2 separate regions of the Mus musculus genome follow, and region 2 is linked to region 1. A link is a contact called in public Hi-C data. All regions are on one chromosome and are shown on one strand. Each heading gives the region's core, a stretch centred on a gene start, on an enhancer-like site or on the middle of the called end of the contact. The rest is flanking DNA. Distances are from core to core; before and after follow the strand shown.

Region 1 (5,332 bases), core at 1,578-4,077:
TAATTAAAATATGTTCGGTTTTCCCCTTCTCTATCCTTGCCTTACTCTCTCAGTTTCATGACCCCTGTTTTTTTTTAGATTATTTCTCTCTCTCTCTCTCTCTCTCTCTCTCTCTCTAAATATAGAAACACAACCTGTTTTGTCCACATGTATTTGTATATGTATATATTTCAAGTAAACACAAGATTTGTATTAACTGTTTGAGAATTTCATATGAAATTAACTGAGAATTTTGTTGTTTGTTTGTTAATTGTTTGTTTGTTTGTTTTGAGATAGGGTCCCACTGTGTAACTCTGGCCTGGAACACATAATATAGACCAAGCTGGCCAAAACTCTTCAGAAATCCACCTTCCTTCACTTCCTGAGTGCTGAGATTAAAGACCTGTGCTCCCATAGCCATCACGTCTAGTACATTTTGATTATATTCACTTCTTACTCCTGCCTCATCCCCTCCCACATCCCAGCTTCATATCCTCACTCTTGACCCCTCCTTTTTAATCTCACAGAGTCCAAGTACAATTTGTACTTCCTATATACCAATCCATTGGATGGTGGCTGACCTGCTTGGGGCCATATGCTTAAAGAAAACTGATTCTCTCTCTCTCAGCTGTCAGTAGCTCTTCAACTAGGGAAACGGTTTCCTGCTCTGTGCTGGACCATTGACAGGCTTCTTCATATGCAGGCGGCGGCAGCTGCTGTGAGTTCACTAGTACAAGAGCCCTGTAATGCCTAAAAGATAGTCTCATCAGGGTCCTCCCCGACCATTGGTGCTCATAGTCTTTCCATCCTGACTTCTTTGATAGTTCCTAAGCCTTGGTGTGAGGGACTGTGACATAGATGCCCCATTTGTGGCTGAGCAGTCTACAGACACTCTCTCCTTTTTGTGTTAACTGCCATCTACTGCACAAAGAAACCTCTCCAATGAGAAGTGACAGCTCTACTAGTCTATGGCTATAGTGATGAAGGTTTACAGGGTAGCTCGATAAGATGTCCACTTAGCAAAATAATAGTAGTAGGTCAGCCCTGGGGCTTGTGAGCTCACCAGCTCTGTGTTCTGGAGAGTCCCCAAGTAGCCTTTATCAATTATATCCTCCTATTGTCTTGTTATAATTAAGAAATAAAATAATGCATGCCATGAGGCCTCCAACTCACTCTGTAGGTGAGACTGGCCTTGAACTTCTGATTGTCCTGCTTTCATTTCCTGGGTGCTGGGACTGGAGGTTTAACATTACCAGCTCTAAAGAATAAATACTTCAAAAGACAATTTCTGTATTGTGGGTAAAAGAAGTAGAGAAGTTACTTCAAAAATCACACAAATAGGTAAGCCCGAGAAGGTCATTTAAAGGATCCTGCTAGTCAAACAGTTCTCACCTCTTTCTTGGAGAGGTCTCTATTCTTCCCAGTTCCCACCGTCCAAGGTGAGCCTACAGAGTTTACACTGGTCTATTGGTGTCTTGGCCCCAATTCCCTGAGCTTAGAGAATTTTCCTACCTTGATTTTGACTGACACCACTTCCCTGTGTTCTGTTGAACTCTCTGGGATGTAAGAATGATTGTCTCTGACACAATGTGGTGGCGTGCGTGGTTTTCCTGATTCATTACCATGCTCAGGGTTAAAGCCTTCTCGTGACATTTTGTAATACTCTGACTCTTTCTGGACCCCAAGTTTCCCTTCATGTCAAACCTTAGAGTTTCCTGGTAATGCTGCTTGTTTCTGGATGTGCCTTAGTCCTTCAGGCACCTCCCTCTGCTGTGAGATTGTTTCCTTGCTTCTGCCTGCAGGGTCACTCGTATGGAAACGTTCTAGACAGCCCAACACCTTATGTCTCCTCATGTGCAGAAACAGAGTAAGAACCCCTCCGTATCCTGTCAGGACTTAACAGCATTCAGTAGTGTCTGTCACTTTGCCATGGAAACACATCCTCTTGTTTATTAGTGTGCACATGTCTATGCCCATGTGTGTCTGTGTGTTGGTGCACGCACACATGCCAGAGGACAAGTTCAACTGCTACATCTCAGATGTCATCTACCTTGGTGGTGGTGGTGGTGGTGGTGGTGGTGGTGGTGGTGGTGGTATTATTTTGTCTTTGAGACAGTCTTTCACTGGCATGGAACTCACGAAGTAGGGTAGGCTGGCTGGCCAGCAAACCCCAGGAAGCTGCTTGTCTTTGCTTCATAGTACAAGGGGATTTCAAGTGCCCACCACCGTGCCTGCTGCGTGTGTGTGTGTATGTGTGTGTGTGTGTGAGTGTGTGTGTGTGCGTGTGCGTGTGCGTGTGTGTGTGTGTGTGTGTGTGTGTGCGCGTGTGCGTGTGTGAAGTAGATCCTTAAGATCAGACTCAGATCCTTGGGCTTACACAGCAAGCACATTACAAACTCAGCCATCTCCCAAGCCCTCTTTAAATCCCCAGGAAATATCAAGAGCCAGATACATTATAGGGCTTAAGTAGTTGCTGAATGAAATCATGGCCTGCCTCTGTTGTAGTCTTCCATGGAAGTGTGTCTTGCTGAGCACTGTGGTTTTGTTCAGCCCCCCTTGTGCTAGATGCCTAATTTAACTGTTCCTTTTCCTGCCTCACTGCACTGAGCACAGTATCCTGAGAGAGTGATGGCTTACTACCAGTGCTTCACAAGCTCCCTTTGTCTTCAGTCTTGGCAGACTGTTACTGGGAATCACTTAAAGACATCAGAAGACATGTGATTTTACATCTGAGAACCATCTGATTAGGCAGGATTGTATTTGCATATGATTTTACACAGCATGATTTTAAGTCTCTTGTTTTTAAAAAAAAAGGTGCAGAGAGAAAAGAGGAAGCCCAGACATACTCCACTGAGCTCTCAGACAGTGGAGCCTCACTGTGCTGTGTATACTCCTATCAGACTCTGCCATGCCTTTATTTAACGGAAAGAAAGAAAGACATGTAATGGGAAGTGACAAGCTTTCCCAAATCCTCCCTCAGTGAGCAGCTGAGCACCGTGCATACTCAACGGATTGGGGTTTTTATTGGCAAATCCCAGGGTTGGCAGCATGGCCATTTAAATTCCTTCTTTGTGTTTTCACTTTCCCGTCTCAGTTGCCTCTCACTTGCGTAGAAACATAGTCAGTTTTAGTTATTTACACCTTCGCACATACATGTCAGCATCTCTGTGTGATCATTCTTTACCAGTGGCATCAGCTGCTGAGGAAGACTGGCTTGGAATACCTGCTCTGGTTGCATTTTTACTCAGGCACAGGCAAGCAGGAGCAGGATGGCATGGGGTTGAGGATAAATTAATTGATATATAGGTAGATAATAGATGATAATAGGTAGGTAGTAGATGGAAGGATGGTAGATGACAGGTAGGTAGGTACATCAATATCACTATTCATCTATGTATGTGTATGCGTTTATTATACAGAGAATTGGGGAATGACAAATGAGCTGTTTTGTGACAGCCCTTGAGGAAAAAATATCATTTAGACATGTTTCAATTATTAGGCACGCTTGTCATTTTAATCATGTAGAACTTTGAAATTCTGTCGTTTAAACCAATGGGATTTTTCACTAGTGTGTTTTAAACAGGACCATAATGTAGGTTTTCTTTGTGTGCGTACATGTGTCTGTTGGTGGTATGCAGAGGCCTGAGGATGCCCTGGGTTGTCCCTCCTCAGATACATCCCACCTTAGATTTTCTTGTTTCGGTTTGCACTCAGTTCTTTTGGGCTTGCAAGGCAAGTATTTCACAAACTGAGCCATCACCCAGGCCCTGAAACTTGCAATTTTTAGCAGCCATTGGATCTCTACTTTGCTGTGATTTGTCACTGGTCTCAGGATGGCCTGTGAGTCATCAATACTCACCAAAGCTGAGGTAAAAAGAACACAGCACTCCAATCTCATCTCTAGGTGGAAGGAGCCAGGTTGTCTCTTCCACATGCTGTTCCCTTGCTCTGTGTGCCTGTGCTTTCTAATACTAATTGCTTTCCAGTTTTCCTTTTCCTTTTACCGTTTTAATTTTATATTTTAAAATTTAAAAGGTTGTGTGCTTTTGTGGAGAGATGGTGCAACAGTTAAGAGTGTTTAATGTTCTTTTAGAGGGCTTGACCTGAGTTTGTTTCCCTGCACCCATACTGGGTGGCTTTCCCCACTCCTGTACTTCTGGGGATCCTATGTCTTCTAGCACCCAAATGCACATGCACATACTAGCAGGCACATGTGCATATGTAGACACAAATTTAACAAATAATCTTTACCAAATCAATAAATGTTCTTGTGGCTTGAGAGATAGGTCAGTCAGTGCAGTGCTTGCCTTGTTAGCATTTGGTTTGATCCCTCAGAACTCACATTCAACACAAAGGAAAGGGAAGCAAAGGGGGAAGGGCTGGGAGAGAAGAAAGAAAACCTCTAGATAGGGTGGTGCCTGCATGTAATCCAGTGCAGGAGAGGTGGATGCAGCTGGGGCTCTGGGGCTTACTGGGCTGCCAACCAAGCCTTCTTGGTGAGTTCCAGGTCAGTGAGAGATCCTGTTTCAGACAACAAGGTAGGTGGTGGCTGAGCAATGACACCCTAGCTTGTTCTTTGGTTTCTACATGGCTTCGTGAACACATTCAGAAACATGCACAAAATATACACATAAATTTCTTGTCTTTGTTATTAACTACTTAAGTTATGGATAGACTAAGAATGGTTTAGATCTTAGTCATGGATATCTTGCTAGTCAAGAATGTTGTTTCTCAAACCAAGAGCTGTCCACTGAGATGACATTTTCTTACCTTTTAACAGCAAACTTACATATTATCTGTAAATTTGTTTTTAAGACAGTGGTCTGACTATGTGTTAAGTAGACTAAGATGACCTTGAACTCCGTGATTCTTCTTGCTTTTTCCTCCAGTGCTAGGGATAAAGATGTGCACTGCCATGCCTAGCAAATTTGTAATTCTCACCATGTCCTTCCTCCTTTCTGTGTGTAGAAAGAGCCATACCTGAGAGGTCTGTGAGAAGATGAGGTGGACAGCAGAGTCAGGAGATTGCTGGGCACAGACAGGAAACCAGGCAGGGCTGATCTGCATCACATGATGGTCAGGACCTTGGGAGCCTAGTGCAGAGGACAAGGTTGAGTGAGCTCACAGGTCTACCCTCTAGCTTCTCTTTAGCTCCTATGTGTGTATAGCATATTTAAGTACTGTGTTGTTTGAGGAGAACATACTGTGGACTGCGTTGGGGCTTTCAGGTCTCTAAGGTACTGTTAGGAGCTACGTGAGTTAGTGTCTCTGGCTCCTTATGAGTCACTCCTCAGTGTGTGTTGCCTGTAGAGTGCTGCAGCTTCTTCACAGCTTTCTGCAGTGTGCTGCCACT
Region 2 (5,332 bases), core at 1,551-4,050, 45 kb before region 1:
GGCAGTTGGGAGGCCAATTTCTCTCTATATGCCATTTAAAAATAAATGCTTTCAGGACTAAAGACATGGACTACTGGTTAAGAGTGCTTGCTGCTATTGTTGGGGACTAGAGCCCAGTTCCAGCACCCAGATCAGGAGCTCATAACCACTTGAAACTCCAGCTCCAGGGGTTCTGAGCCCTAGTTCTGGCCTCTGTTGGCATGTGTGCACACACCCACACCCACACTCACACACCCTTAAAGTAAATGTTTGCTTCCCACAATTACATGTTTTATGCAAAGATTTCTTTCTCTTATATATGTTTTTCCTTTTATTGAAAATAAATTTTTCTTACATAATATATTCTAATTACAGGCTCCCCTCCCCTCTCACCCTAGTTCCTACTGACCTCCCCTCCCATCTGGATCTACCACCTTTTCTGACTCTCATTAGAAACCAGCAGGCTTCCAAGGGATAATAATAAAATAAAGTAGAATAAGATAAAACAAAAACTAGCACACAGAATAGGGCAAAACAAACAAGCAAAAGGGAGAGAGCTCAAGAAATGGCACAAAAAGATTTATATAAAGGCAGAGACCCACTCATTCACACATTCAGAAATCCCATGAAAAGACTAAACTGGAAGCCATGATATTCTTTAAAAAAGTTTAGGGTATCAAGGGAAAATAAAAATTAAAAAAAATTAAGATTAAAATAAAAAAGCCTTGACATGAGATTATGACATAAGGAACCTCCAAAGATGCCACAAAATTTATTTTCTGTTGGCCATTTACTTCTGGGCATGTAGCCTACCTTAAAAGTAGTTTGTTTTCTGAGGGAGACTCCCTTGGGGAAACTAAATTTTTACTTGCAAGTGGTTATCAGTTGGAGGAGATCGATTCTAGGTTAGATATGGGGACATGTGTTTACTTCTATCAGATCTATGGACTCATCTGGTGTAGACCGGTGCAGGCCCTGTGCACGTGAGTTCATAGCCAGATATGGGGTGACTTAGAGGGCTTTGGTTTTTCTTCCTCCTCCTCCTCCTCCTCCTCCTCCTCCTCCTCCTCCTCCTCCTCCTCCTCCTCCTCCTCCTCCTCCTCCTCCTCCTCCTCCTCTTCTTCTTCTTCTTCTTCTTCTTCTTCTTCTTCTTCTTCTTCTTTTGGTTTTTCGAGACAGGGTTTCTCTGCATAGCCCTGGCTGTCCTGGAACTCATTCTGTAGACCAGACTGGCCTCAAACTCAGAAATCTGCCTCCTCTGCCTCCCGAGTGCTGGGATTAAAGGTGTGTCCCACCACGCCCAGCTTTTACTTTGGTTCCTCTAATTCTCCATCCCCTGTGGCTGTTACAGACTTTCTACCACCTCTTCTGAGGGGCTCCCTGAATACTGAGGGGAGGGATTTGATGGAGACATCCCATTTAGGGCTGAGCATTCAAAGGTCTCTTCCTCTCTGCACATTGTCTGGCTGTGACAATGTTCCCATTTGTTATATTTGTTATATTCCTTATATTTGTTATATTGACATTGTTATGTTTGTTCCCATCTGCTGCAGAAGAAAGCTTCTCTGGTGATGACTGAGTGCAATTGTGCTTTTAATCTGAGGCAAATCTGCTGGTGTTCTCAACAGAGCAGCCGTAGGCATGTTCCTGCTGGCGATTTAGATGGGATCTTTTCCCTACTTGTTGTTTTTGGACTTTGTGTTCTATCCCCAAGGGATATTTACACTACATTTGGCATAAAATTCATACTACAGCTTTATGTTTTATAGTATGAAAAAGAAAGCTTTGGAGATTATTATGATGTAGTTATTTCTTTTGAGCATCACATGGTTATAGTCCTCATAGAGACAAGATTGCTATAGGAACTACAGGGGACCTTGCTCTGCTTCCAGTCTAGACAGGGGAATAAGAAAGACAATAAACATGCAGATAGCTAGAGCATAGTCATGTGCTGAGACTAGCAACATTCACTCATGGTTCATAGGTGGAGGAGAGAGGGTTCCTAGACTTTCATCCAAGATCCTACCCACCACCCTCACCTGTCACCTGGTCTGGGAGAAGCAATAGAGTATATAGGAAGTAAAAGGGAGATGGGGAGAGGAACTCCAGAGATGCTATTGCCATGCGTCATCCCTCCTGCTCCTGTCAGCAGCCTCTGACTCACGGATTCACCAGGAGTGAGCTCATTGGCTCATCAGGCTGGGCTGATACGAAATTGTGTCTGTGGTCTGTTATTCCCCTGCCAGGGGTGAATGTCCCTCACGGAGATTCTTAGCATTAAGAACATCACTAAGAGTACAGACAGCTTTGCACACAAGTCAATAGTGTGTGCGTATGACTGTGTGTGTGTGTGAGTGTGTGAGTGTGTGCATGTGTGTGTGTGTGAGTGTGTGTGAGAGTGAGTGTGTGTGTGTGTGTATGAGTGTGTGTGTGTGCATGTGTGTGAGTCTGAGTCTTAAGGTGGAAGTTTATAAGCCAAGCCTTCCTGATGGTTTTCTCTGCCTGGGTCTTGCATGTGGATGGATACACACTCCCTCAGCTTCATTCTCTGGCTATTTACTGCCTCTACCTCCATTATGGACTCTCCCAATGGGACTGTAAGCCAAAATACGCACTTTTTTACTCCTATAAAGTTACTCTGATCATGGAATTTTATTGCAGTGACAAAAAAAAAAAAAAAAAAAAAGACTGCAGAGCCCTTTCCTGCTATGGCGCCATGCCTTGCCCTGTTGCACTTACTAGACCAGCTTGCTTATATGGTTTCCGAGATAAAGAAAGTTCACCCCAGCTGGTTTTGCAGAACTCCCAACACTCCTGTATCATGGAGGCCGAACCATGACAATGCCTGGCAGAGTCCAAAGACGATGAGTGTTGGTAGCTTCCTCGCATCTGATTTCTAAGTCTGTAAATTCACATCTGAGATAAAAGAAATGCAAGGGCCTAACTCCCGAGCTCTGGGTTTGCTTTCCTCTAGGGTGTGGCTCCAATGCCAGAAGCTGAAGGGCTGAGGAGACTGCTCATCCAGTAGAGGTGCTGGCTGCCGGGCCGGTGGACCGAGCTTGATCCTTGGGACCTAGATGGTAAGTGAGAGCACTGACTCTGACATAATGTCGTTGGACGGTCACACACAGTATGGAACCTCTGCATTCCCCTACAATGAAATCAGTAAATGTTAACTGTTCTTCAGACGTAAGAAGACGAGCCTTAGACGTGATATTTTCATCAGCACGATCTAACGCGAACGATTGAAGGCTGAGACTTGTGCTGGTCATTCTGCTCGCCTCTGCAGCCACACCCAACCAGAAGCAACTCCGAGGAGCAGTGGCAGCAGAAGGGGTGGCAGGGGCAGCAGGGGCAGCAGGGGCAGGAGGGGAAGATGGAGGGGCAGCAAGGGCGGGAGGGGCAGGAGTAGCAGGAGTGGCAGCAGGGGCAGGAGGGGCAGCAAGGGCAGGAGGATCAGGAGGTGCAGGAGGGGCAGGAGGGGCATCAGGGGCTGGAGGGGCAGCAAGGGCAGGAGGGGCAGAAGGGGCAGCAGGGGTGGGAGGGGCATCAGGGGCATCAGGGGCAACAGGGGCAGCAGGAGGGGCAACAAGGGCGGGAGGGGCAGCAGGGGCAGGAGGGGCAGGAGGGGCAGGAGGGGCAGCAGGTGCGGGAGGGACGGGAGGGACAGCAAGGGCAGCAAGGGCGGGAGGGGCAGGAGGGGCAGCAGGGGCAGCAGTTGCGGGAGGGGCAGCAGGGGCAGGAGGGGCAGGAGGGGCAGCAAGGGCAGCAAGGGCGGGAGGGGCAGGAGGGGCAGCAGGGGCAGGAGGGACAGGAGGGGCAGCTGGGGCAGGAGGGACAGGAGGGGCAGCAGGGGCAGGAGGGACAGGAGGGGCAGCTGGGGCAGCAGGGGCAGGAGGGGCAGCAAGGGCAGCAAGGGCGGGAGGGGCAGGAGGGGCAGGAGGGACAGCAGGGGCGGGAGGGGCAGCAGGGGGGCAGCAGGGGCAGGAGGGGCAACAAGGGCGGGAGGGGCAGCAGGGGCAGGAGGGGCAGGAGGGGCAGGAGGGGCAGCAGGTGCGGGAGGGACGGGAGGGACAGCAAGGGCAGCAAGGGCGGGAGGGGCAGGAGGGGCAGCAGGGGCAGCAGTTGCGGGAGGGGCAGCAGGGGCAGGAGGGGCAGGAGGGGCAGCAAGGGCAGCAAGGGCGGGAGGGGCAGGAGGGGCAGCAGGGGCAGGAGGGACAGGAGGGGCAGCTGGGGCAGCAGGGGCAGGAGGGGCAGCAAGGGCAGCAAAGGCGGGAGGGGCAGGAGGGGAAGGAGGGACAGCAGGGGCGGAAGGGGCAGCAGGAGGGGCAGCAGGAGGGGCAGCAGGGGCGGGAGGGAAAGCAAGGGCGGGAGGGGCAGGAGGGGAAGCAGGGGCAGGAGGGGCAGCAGGGGCAGGAGGTGCAACAGGGGCAGGAGGGACAGCAAGGGCGGGAGGGGCAGGAGGGGCAGCAGGGGCGGGAGGGGCAGGAGGGGCAGGATGGGCAGGATGGGCAAGAGTGTCAGCAAGGGCAGGAGGGACAGAAGGAGGGGCAGCAGGGGCAGCAGGAGGAGCTGGCCACACTGCATCTTTACTGGGTTTCTAGGAAGTGGTCCTTGGCTATAAAACCTTCAAGCCTGTGCTGGAGAGATTGCTTCATTGATACAGAACTTTTCTAGTAAGTATGAAGACCTGAATTCAAAGTTCAGATACTCAGCATTCACAGATATACACACAGACATCTGTCTCTGTCTCTGTCTCTGTCTCTCTCTCTCTCTCTCTCTCTCTCTCTCTCTCTGTGTGTGTGTGTGTGTGTGTGCCCCTGCAGAGGCATGCATCAGTAACCTCACTATGTTTCCAGGGAAAAGGTCAAGCAGAGACTGATGGATCCCTGGAGATCACTGGCCAACCACACATGCAAACAGGGTATCTTTGGTTCTAGTAAAGAACATCGTCTCAAAAACAAAATTAAAACACACGAACCTAGAAAATCACTGGGCAATAGATAATGATAGTGGAAGACACCTAGCATCTCTGCTCTCCAGAAAATGAATGCACCTGAAAGCCTGCCCTTACCGACCAACTCACTCCAGTTAACTCTAGCTTCTAAAGAGCCCAAGGCCTTTCCAAACAGGGACTCCATCAGGGGATCACATTCCAAACACAAGAGCTTACCACCAACACTTTATATTTAAACCACAAAAGACATTGATACCACAGTCATCAACCAGGCAAAGTGTACAGTCCCTTTGTCTCTGCATCTCTGCTCCCTATTATATGCGTGCTTCAAGTAATCCCTATGTGTGGTCCCTGGGAACTGAAGACCTACTACATGAAACCCAGAGCACGTCTGAG

What was found. Hi-C and Micro-C count contacts between places; a contact is called where the count stands out from the background.
Region 2: a contact with region 1 is called in a Hi-C map of muscle stem cells, with 1.5 times the contacts expected there. The contact joins the promoter of 2210011K15Rik here to the enhancer-like site in region 1. A contact is called at or near these places in 10 of 484 Hi-C or Micro-C datasets (the C2C12 cell line, the N1E-115 cell line, bone marrow-derived dendritic cells and 7 more), 5 of 115 datasets of contacts at active chromatin or transcription factors (the SCID.adh cell line, embryonic forebrain, embryonic stem cells and 1 more) and 3 of 9 other capture datasets (adipose tissue, liver and pancreatic islet).

Annotation. Positions count from the first base shown.
Region 1 is chr1:121,312,491-121,317,822 of GRCm38.p6, reverse strand. All of the region lies in intron 2 of Insig2 (insulin induced gene 2), which reads left to right. Among named protein-coding and RNA genes, the nearest start is that of Insig2, 13 kb to the left of the region's middle. Within about 2 kb of position 2,827, at least 69 of the 459 cell types and tissues checked have an H3K27ac peak or open chromatin away from gene starts, as enhancers often do. A contact at or near this core is called in embryonic forebrain and muscle stem cells, where this site is marked.
Region 2 is chr1:121,357,539-121,362,870 of GRCm38.p6, reverse strand. It overlaps 2210011K15Rik (a long non-coding RNA gene), which reads left to right and starts at 2,800. Exons shown (of 3, transcript XR_003947976.1): 1 at 2,800-2,849; 2 at 2,954-3,059.